Linked DNA regions of Mus musculus: region 2 is linked to region 1. The links are chromatin contacts, called in public promoter capture Hi-C maps. All regions are on one chromosome and are shown on one strand. Each heading gives the region's core, a stretch centred on a gene start, on an enhancer-like site or on the middle of the called end of the contact. The rest is flanking DNA. Distances are from core to core; before and after follow the strand shown. Region 1 holds the start of 4930477N07Rik (RIKEN cDNA 4930477N07 gene). Region 2 holds the start of Grip1os2 (glutamate receptor interacting protein 1, opposite strand 2).

The links. Promoter capture Hi-C pulls out the DNA fragments that hold promoters and counts their contacts.
Region 2: a promoter capture Hi-C map of stem cell-derived epiblast-like cells shows a contact between it and region 1, with 4 times the contacts expected there. The contact joins the promoter of Grip1os2 here to the promoter of 4930477N07Rik in region 1. A contact is called at or near these places in 6 of 39 promoter capture datasets (cranial neural crest, hippocampal neurons, maxillary cranial neural crest and 3 more).

The regions. Positions count from the first base shown.
Region 1 is chr10:119,316,994-119,322,517 of GRCm38.p6, forward strand. 4930477N07Rik (RIKEN cDNA 4930477N07 gene) reads left to right here and starts at 3,241. Exons shown (of 4, transcript NR_126086.1): 1 at 3,241-3,272.
Region 2 is chr10:119,760,364-119,765,343 of GRCm38.p6, forward strand. Grip1os2 (glutamate receptor interacting protein 1, opposite strand 2) reads right to left here and starts at 1,336. Exons shown (of 3, transcript NR_045359.1): 1 at 1,247-1,336. The region is part of intron 1 of Grip1 (glutamate receptor interacting protein 1); the gene reads left to right. Gm46207 (a long non-coding RNA gene) reads left to right here. Exons shown (of 2, transcript XR_001779707.2): 1 at 1-1,584; 2 at 1,716-2,029.

The DNA of each region.
Region 1 (5,524 bases), core at 1,991-4,490:
CCCTGTGGTCAACAAACATCAAAACCCTAAAAATAGAATCATTCTTAGCAGATGAAAAAGATATGGCTTGCTATCTGATTTTTATTCATATTAGTTTTCAAGTGAGAAGGGAATTAAATCACTATCTTAGCTGATATTGAGTAACCCATTCGAAGTCTTAGTGATGTGTTCCAGAAAGATAATACTTAGTAGAAAGGGGAAAGTCATGGAATGAAGTATAAAACCCAAGATCCCCTTCTATGTCCTACCCAAGGTCATGAAATTCATAGCAAATGTTCCTTTAGCTTCCTGAACAAGGCACCTACTATAGTATCCTAGAGAATACGATCATTTCCTGTCCTATGCAATGGACAGAGCTTGGTGGGTCTGGTGAATAATTTGCTATGATTGACATTTTCCTCCCATGAAGGTCCCATATAGAACAGAAGGCTTCATTATATTGGAAGTGGCAGACTAACAAATGAGCTTTAGAGGATGGGGCGGCGTCTCAGGGAATGTATCACTACACATTTCATCAGAGGCATCCATCCTGCCTTATGAGCAAGCAGAAGGACCTGGCTTTAATCCCTAACACGTGTGTAAAAGCCAGCCACAGTTGTACTCTTGCCTTTCCACTACGTGGGAGGCAGAGACAGGGGATCTTTGGGGTTTGCCGACCAACCAGCCTAGCAGGAAGAGCAAGCTCCAGATTCAGTGAGACTTTTTCAACAAACAAACAAACAAACAAACAAACAAATCCAGTGGAGAGTGACTGAGAAAGATACCATGCATCAACCTCTGGCACCCACATACATACAGATGTCCACAAGTATCTACACACACGCACACACGTTCACACAAGCGGAAACACAAATACACTATACATGAAGTGAACTTCAGTTAACACAAGTAAGTGTACATGCCTAGGTGCTTTGTGGACAGTGATTTCCTGATCATATATGATATATACAGTTAGTAAAACAGGACGATCAAAGTGTGGGAGGGAATGTTAGCATTACTTTTGGCAAGCTTAAATGAAAAAGATATCCATGACCACAGCTAAAATTATCACCTCCACATGACCTTGCATTGTAGCAATGAAATCCACTCCGTATCAGTAATGCTTGTTTGGCAACACTAGCTCACAGTAGGTCAGGCTGGTGGTCTGATGGACCCCTGTTGATACTCTCTTAGGGCTAAGGTTTTGTAGCTTACAGAGTATCACGTATTTTAAAAAAATACCTCACCTTATACCAGAAACATTTATCATTTTACCTGCTGGTGTTTTTCTCTCTCTCTCTCTCTCTCTGTGTTTTTCCAGTAAATATTTTAAGGAGACAGATTTCATTCTGGGTTCTACCGTGGTCACCTAAGGAGTCAGGGGTACAGTGAAGAGGGAAAGACGTCAAGAATATTTAATCATCGTTGATTTAAACAAGGGACACATTCAAGAGAATTAACAAAATCAGCATGCTGGTTGCCCTGGGCTGATTTTTCTTGCTGGTAGGACTAAATGAAAATCAGAACCCAAAGCTTTCAGGTCCAATTCACGCTGACAACGTAAAAAGCCTGCCAGGATGAAGGGCTGAGTCACTCCCGATGCCAGCTACAGCTGCGTTTTTCATATTTGTGATACATTTCTTGATTCCAGTGGTAAAAAAATCGCTCCCCGGCTGGAGCTGTGTTCTTAGCTCCCATCCTCCATCTCTCTTCCGCTCCCCCACTTCATTCCTAGGAATTGATTGCAAGGCAGTTAACGCACATTCATGTCACAGGAGGTTCAGAAATGTCCCAATTTAGCCTGATGTCAATGTCCTGAGGTAAAATATTCTGAAGAGGACTCAATCAATGAGCAGCAATTCTGCCTCGTGAAAGCCGTCAAGCACAAGGGAGCCGAGAGAAAAACGCTTAAAACGATTATGACAAAATAGATTTGGGAAAATCTATAACATGAAAGTATAGGTTTAGTGGCTGGGGGAGAGTTGATTTAACCACTGTGCATGGGGTGGGAGCTGCTGGAGTTTACAAACCAAAAGTTCAGTGTGTCCCAAGGGGATGCTGCCGCAAATGTCAGACGAAGTGCTAGCGCCATGGTGGCCAGGACTAGGGGTGGTGAAGGATTTTCTGTTCTACTTCACAGCATTTATATACTATAGTTCAGATAGCAGATATTCACAAAATAAATGTTTCTGGCTAGTGTTCTTGGTCAGTTGGATGACAGATTTAATTTTTTATTTTATTTTTAAATTATTTTTGTTTTGTTTTGTTTTTCGAGACAGGGTTTCTCTGCGTAGCCCTGGCTGTCCTGGAACTCACTCTGTAGACCAGGCTGGCCTCGAACTCAGAAATCCGCCTGCCTCTGCCTCCCAAGTGCTGGGATCAAAGGCGTGCGCCACCACGCCGGGCAGATTTAATTTTTATAAAGTGTGCTATCCCTCAACATCTCTCCCGGGAATTTGTAGTATTAAGTATTCAAGGAGATAATGACCAATTAACTTAAGAAGAGCTCTGGTAACAGAAGAGCAAGCTTGTGGCAATTGAAACACAGATCGCACATGAGCAATTGCTAGATGATCAAATGCCTTCAGGTAAAATGGAGACTCTGGGGAAGTCAACGGAATATCTTACAGAGACTTCCTGACATATCCAGAGCTCATGGATGCACTATGTGGTATGTGTTAGTTAACTGTCGCGGAGTCAAATGGGAACACACAAGGATCACAAGTACCAAGGGTACTGAGCAGAAAGCCTTCCACTTTTTTCGTGTGTGGGAAACCCTGAGTCTGAGTCTATCTTCTTAGGCAGTTGGTTACATCAAATGTTTGCCCACACTGCCCGGCTTCTGTTCAAAGATGCCGAGTTTTAAGGAATATTTCTAGACCTGGAGAGTTGTTTGTTTGTTTGTTTGTTTGTTTTTTTCTTGAGAGAAAATTTTACTTTAGTTATTTTTAATTTCTTCTTAGTTCCTAAAAAATTGTTCCGCTTGTAGCATTTTCAGAGAAATATGTTTTTCATGTTTCTTTCCACCTGCTCTTCTCCATCCCTCCCACGGTGTGATCTCTCACGCAGATAGCCTCCTGCCCACTTCCGCTCACCTGTGACCCATTGTCTCCTGCTGCTGCTCAACAATTCTTCTTCCTTCCTCAGGAACTGTAGGGGAATTTCCCCTAGTTATTTGATTGGCTGATGAAGAGGACAGGAAGCCAATCACCAGGCGAAGATATGGAGGCGGGGTCTTCTGGGCAGAACAGGAAGGGAAGGGGAGAAGAGAAGGGTCAGACAAGATGGAGGAGGTAAGAAGATGGATGATAAAGATGAACCAGAATCGCGTGACCTAAAGGAACTGCAAGTAGCTAGTACACATGGTAGGGGGGAGGATATATAGCACAGAATGGCCATATTGGGCATCACTGGGAGGGGAGTCCCTTGGTCCTGTGGTGGCTCGATGAACCAGGGTAGGGGAACACTAGGATACTGAGGCAGAAGTGGGTGGGTGAATGGGGGAGCACCCTCCCAGAGGCAGGGGGAGGGGCAGGGGATGGGGGTTTGTAGAGGGGAAACTGGGAAGGGAGATAACAATTGAAATGTAAATAAATAAAATAACCAATAAAAATGAAAGAAAAAAAAAACCTCAGTGTGTAAGGGCAGGGCCTGTGAGATTCCCTCACTCCATGTTAGTATGTCTGTAGACATTGTTTGGTCTTGTTTATGCAGGAATTTCCAGGAGACATGGTCACACAACAGACTTCCAGGTCCTCTTCCTCTTACGCTGCTTCTGTCTGCTCTCCCTTGATGTTCCCTGAGCCTTCAGTGTAGAAGTTGTGTTGTATATGTATCTGTTTGGGCCAGGCACCCATGATCTCTTAGTTGTACCCAGTTGTGGGGTTCTCTAATAGTTTCCATAGCTGTGAACAGAGGCCTCTCCAAGGAGAGGCGAGAGCTACACTTACCTGTTCAGTGTTAAGGATCCGCTTAGGAATTGCGCTGCTCCAGTAAAGGGACATTAGTGGGTTCTCTAAGGTCAGGACCTCACTAACTTGGGGCAGTTGTCTGGGTTTCCAGTACCAGGAATGAGGTCCTTTCTGTTGAGAGGGCCTTACGTCTAATCGGATGGCTGTTGGTTTCTATCCTACCTACATGATAGGAGTTTCACAATTTTACCTTTAGCAGTATCTTGCAGTTTATCCAATAGGGTGGTCAGCCCTGAAATCATATATATACAAACAACAAAAAGGGACTCAAGGGGTTGTATTTATATATTTGCATCTATTTGTCTATCCATCTATCTCTCTATCATCTGTCTGTCTCTCTCTTTCATCATTTATCTACCTATGTGATATAATCAGATAAAAAGTTATCTATCATCTGTCTGCCTGTCTGTCTCTATCACTTACCTACCTATATGATAGTTACAATCAGATAAAAGGTCGCCATCAATTAGAGAGAGAGAAAGAACATGGAAAAGGCTGAAGGGAGGAGACATGGGAGGGATTGGAAGCAAGGGAAGTAGAGAAATTATGGAATTATATTTTAATTTAAAAATAAACATTTTTATTTACTTTTGGTTTTTGGAGACAGGGTTTCTCTGTGTAGCCCTGGCTGCCCTGAAACTTACTTTGTAGACCAGGCTGGCCTCGAACTCAGAAATCCACCTGCCTCTGCCTCCCAAGTGCTAGGACTAAAGGCGTGCGCCACCACACCTGGCAAAAATAAATATTTTTAAAAGACAAAAAAACTTACTTACAACATTTTTAAAGTAGGGATTGAGCCTTCAAGTCACAACTTACATGAGGTGAGGAGGTGTTTTAGCCATGGCGTTCTGGAGGAATAAAACCAACAGAATGAATGAATATACATTAGCAAAAAAGATTTACTAAATGGGTTCACGTGATATTGGCTGTCTGTCTGACGAGGCTGTGGACATGGTAGCTGCCAGGTCCAGGAGGCTGGCTGCCTCAGCATCTCCAACCTGTTCCTGAAGGCCTGGACAATCTATGCAGTCTACATCGAAAGGCCAGAAAAGCTGGGTTCTAATGGTGTTGGAGCAGCAGCAGCCACAAAACAATAGGTAGATGCACTGACCATCAAGAAGCAAAGGCAAGCAAGCTAACAGCACTGCTTTTTAATGGAGCCTCTCTGCATCTGGGCTGACACAGTGAAAGGTACTGAGGTGCTGTCTGCACTGGGCAGGGTCTTCCCACTTAGTTAACCTTTCCTGGAAATGTCCTTACAGAGCAGAGCAGAAGCAAGCTTCTTAGTTGACTCAAGTTGACAATCAAGACCAGCCATCCCATTGGGGCACTGGGTAAGATGAATACCTGGGAAGGGACAATAGACACATATGAGCATGTAAATTGTGTCGTAAACATGTGTGTATGTGAGACAAAGAGATCTGGGCCCCATCCTGTGTAGTTATTGTGGAAAACTTAAAAATGTTAGAGGATTTTATTGGAAAGCAGGAAAATCCAACTTGGTAGAATATGTGCTCACAGAAAAGGTGAGCATTACAGACGCTACCTCTGTAGTGCTTTGAGGGTTTTTTTGT
Region 2 (4,980 bases), core at 86-2,585, 440 kb after region 1:
TATCATCCTGATTTGGCCTGTTCTCCCTTGATGCCTTCCTTCCCCTGACACCACCCTTTTGCCTCCCTTTTTTCCTCAAGTTCTCTTCTCATCTCTTCTTTTGCCCCTCCTGCTGCCACTTAAACTTTTTATCTTCCTACCAAGTTTGATCAGATTTTCTCTTTTGTCATAAAAGAGTCTTGGGACGACTCCAGGCAATAAGGAGCGAGACGGAATTTTACATCCGGAGTGGAGGCTTGTTATCCTTCTAGACTCTCCTGTCTTGCTGCCACTGGGCTTCTGGGAACTTTTATTATTGACTCCACTTGTTCTTCAGTGACTTTGTGCCTGTGACAGCCTTTCTCCAAAATACTTTCTCCCCCCTAGATTTTTTTTTCTTTTCCTCCCATGCCTCAGAAAACCCTTCCTCTTCTTTATTTCAACATAATAAGCATTATTTTTACCTTCAGTTTGTGTATCTTAAAACCTGTTTATCCTCGTTCTGTAACCTGAAGTCTGCCAGAGGGAGCCTTTCTGGTCAGTGGATTTATACATTGCTTCAGGAGACACTTGGACACCTCTTTACCCCAGTCTCCGCTCTTGAGAAGTGAAATAACCAAACTGCCCGCCCCATCACGCTGACACTAGTGTCACGTGACTTTGTCCATGGGAAACTAAGATGGCTGTCCGCCGCCGAAGCTCAGTAATTATTATTATTGTAGTTGAAATGATATATACAGTAGCCAGAAACACGTGGACATAAAACAGCTCATTTTTAAGCCTCGATCTTTCTACTGGTAATTCTAATAACAAATCTAATTATGTCTGCTTATTAGTTCTTTTTACCTCGATTGATTGGTATGTGAGTATAGGGCAGGGTGGGGGTTAGTATGAGGTGCCTTCTCCCATCACTTTGGACTTGGTTTTTGAGACAGGGTCTCTCACTGAACCTGGAACTCATGGATTCAACAAGGCTATCTAGCCGGTACATCCCAGAGATCTTCTGCCTCCATCTCCACAGGACTGAGGTTACAAGTGCACTCCACTGTGCTAGAGTCTTATAGGGGTGCCGAGGATGGGGTCTAGATCTACTTGGTTGTTCAGCAGACACTTCAGCAGCCTATATATCTCGCCAGCCCCCAGGTTCTACCGGTTAGAAAGCTTAGGTGCTTATTCCTGCCCATGCGCAGGGAACCCAGCTTCCGGCCTCACGTCACTCGCTCACACTCCGCATGAAGTCCATCCTGCCTATAAAACTCTTCCTTACATCACTCCTCACGCACAAACACTGACATCTGGCTTCTGATTCCGCCACCCTTTAAAGTACAGTTCGGGAAGGTGATTTTAATTTTTAAGCACTAACCATGGGCGCTGTTGTTACCATGGAAACCAAATCTCCTCTCCTGAGACATGGCAGCGGTGATCACCCCCTGACAGTCCGAAGACCTGAATTTCAGACAATCAGAGGCAGAGCAATTTGGGGGCCCCGTTCATTTAGAATTTTCTCTTTTGTGATTTCCGGGAAGCGTAGCGTGGCCCGTCCCAATTTGAGGAAGCAAAGAAAAGCCTGTGAATTGAGAGCCAGCTGCCAACTTTCCGCCCAAGGTAGCAGTCCCAAACACGTTTTTATTATTCTCTGGGAAATAAGGTCATAAAAAAGTAATTGCTGACACAACCTTAATGATAGCATTTTAAGTATGCTGCCTGTAATTAAAATAGGGATTTTATTACGGTAGACCTTCGAGAGCCCAGCCTGTGAGCCATTCACGTCTCCAGATTTACAAAGCAAGCAACTTTGACGCCTGCTGCTTTTGCTGTGTGGGCTGCACACTTCCTTTGTGCCTCTCCTGGTTGCCGCTTATGTACAAAACCACCTCTCTCCTGGCAAAAAGCACTAAGCATCTGTGTTTCCAACGATGCCCCGCAGCGATGGCGCCTCGGCTTTTCCGCAGACTTCCTCGAGAAATGTCACGAAGGAGCCCCTCTTTCTCCTTTGATTTCCCTTCCAGAATAAAACTTTCATGTACTGCACAATGAGGTTAAAATCCTACAAGGCTTTCTGATTAAAGTTTGAAGAGGACTCTCTCATTTCAGGCCATGTCAGATCCATTTCTCCCGTTCTTTCCCTGATGGGTAGACTAGATGCTGAGTGCAGTCGTGGAGGATAAAGACCAGAGATGATGGCTTTGACAGATTACACGATGCCTTCCCTTTCTCTCCTATAAAGAGAACTGTACTGGCAGCCCACATAGAGAGTTGCTGGTCGCCAGTGGGGCCCAACAGCCTCATGCTTTTGCTAGTCGACATCCTTAACATGTTGCCTGAGGCCCCGACAGAGCTGACTGGGCAGCAGACATTTTATCCAAGTCTCTGAGAGAAATAAGAGCAAAGAGAAGACTCTCATCCAGCCATCTTCCCTCTGTCTGAAGAAGCTGTCCTTAGGTGTCTAACCACTGAACGTGCATGCACAACTTTTTGGCTAGAACTTCAGTGATGGCTTATCACTTGAGTGTAATGTCATGTCTATGAAGCATCCATCTCAAAGAAGGGGAAAAGGGATGCTTACATCTGAGTTAACTGTCTTTGCTGCACCTGATGGTATATACTACTATGAGGAGTAGAAATAGGCATATAAATAGGCATACAAAGCAAACATTGACAATAAGTCCTAAAGAATTTTATTTCTTTCATTATTCACTTTACATTCCATCACAAACCCCTCCCTCCTCTCCTCCAAGTCCCATCCTCCTACTCCTTTCCCCCCATTCCCAGCACCCATAGGTCCAGACCATGGATGGTCTTTGATTGGTGGTTCCGGCTCTATGAGCCCCCACTGGCTAGTTGGCTCTGTATGTCTTCTTATGACACCCTTGACCCACCCTGTCTCCATCCCTCAACTCTTTCATAAGACTCCCTGAGCTCTACCTAATGTGTGGCTGTGTGTCTGCATCTGTTTCCATCAGCTGCTGGATGAAGCCTCTCAGATGACAGTTATGCTAATGGAGCAGACATTGAGGGAATGGTCAACCAATGACTGGCCCACTCTGAGACCCACCCCATGGAAGAGAGCCCACCCCTGACACTATTAATGACACTCTGCTATACTTGCAGACAGGAGCCAAGCATAACTATCTCCTGAGAACAATTTTATTTTAAAACAGTTCTTTTGCACAAGCATAATTTTACCATTTATAAAAGACAAAGATTTAGCTATTAATAATGGAGATGTCCTTGTTTATTTTGACATAGGGTGTTAAAACTTAGCTAAATATTATTTCATGGAACTAGCATTGTAAATACTTGGTCGGTTGCTATTTTTGATTTTTATAAGTAACCATGTTGAGGTTATCACTGTACACATATGTGTAACAAAATGGCAGAAGTATATTTAGGGTCATTTTTTTTTGAGATGATTAGAGATCCTGTTTTAATCCCAAGCCAGAATTCACATAATGATTTTCATGAGGCTCGAGTCAGCAACTCAAACTTCAATTTCAAAAATCAGGCATTCTAATACAATACAATCCGAACATAATAATCTGATACATCCGTGGGAAGGAATGAGGGTAGAAACATATCAAAACTCTTCAAATTAGGTTTCTATAAAAGCAGAAAGCTTTCTATGTGCATTAGAAACACAACAACTCTTTTTTTTCCCTTTCCATTTTTTATTAGGTATTTAGCTCATTTACATTTCCAATGCTATACCAAAAGTCCCCCATACCCACCCACCCCCACTCCCCTACCCTCCCACTCCCCCTTTTTGGCCCTGGCGTTCCCCTATTCTGGGGCATATAAAGTTTGCGTGTCCAATGGGCCTCTCTTTCCAGTGATGGCCGACTAGGCCATCTTTTGCTATATATGCAGCTAGAGTCAAGAGCTCCGGGGTACTGGTTAGTTCATAATGTTGATCCACCTATAGGGTTGCAGATCCCTTTAGCAACTTGGGTACTTTCTCTAGCTCCTCCATTGGGAGCCCTGTGATCCATCCATTAGCTGACTGTGAGCATCCACTTCTGTGTTTGCTAGGCCCCGGCATAGTCTCACAAGAGATAGCTACATCTGCGTCCTTTCGATAAAATCTTGCTAGGGTATGCAATGGTGTCAGCGTTTGTATACTGATTATGGGGTGGATCCCTGGATATGGCAGTCTCTACATGGTCCATCCTTTCATCTCAGCTCCAAACTTTGTCTCTGTAACTCCTTCCATAGGTGTTTTGTTCCCAATTCTAAGGAGGGGCATAGTGTCCACACTTCAGTCTTCATTCTTCTTGAGTTTCATGTGTTTAGCAAATTGTACCTTATATCTTGGGTATCCTAGGTTTGGGGCTAATATCCACTTATCAGTGAGTACATATTGTGTGAGTTCCTTTGTGAATGTGTTACCTCACTCAGGATGATGCTCTCCAGGTCCATCCATTTGGCTAGGAATTTCATAAATTCATTCATTTTAATAGCTGAGTAGTACTCCATTGTGTAGATGTACCACATTTTCTGTATCCATTCCTCTGTTGAGGGGCATTAGGGTTCTTTCCAGCTTCTGGCTATTAAAAATAAGGCTGCTATGAACATAGTGGAGCATGTGTCCTTCTTACCAGTTGGGGCATCTTCTGGATATATGCCCAGGAGAGGTATTGCTGGATCCTCCGGTAGTACTATGTCCAATTTTCTGAGGAACCGCCAGAATGATTTCCAGAGTGGTTGGTTGTACAAGCCTGCAATCCCACCAACAATGGAGGAGTGTTCCTCTTTCTCCACATCCTCGCCAGCATCTGCTGTCACCTGAATTTTTGATCTTAGACATTCTGACTGGTGTGAGGTGGAATCTCAGGGTTGTTTTGATTTGCATTTCCCTGATGATTAAGGATGTTGAACATTTTTTCAGGTGCTTCTCTGCCATTCGGTATTCCTCAGGTGAGAATTCTTTGTTCAGTTCTGAGCCCCATTTTTTAATGGGGTTATTTGATTTTCTGAAGTCCACCTTCTCGAGTTCTTTATATA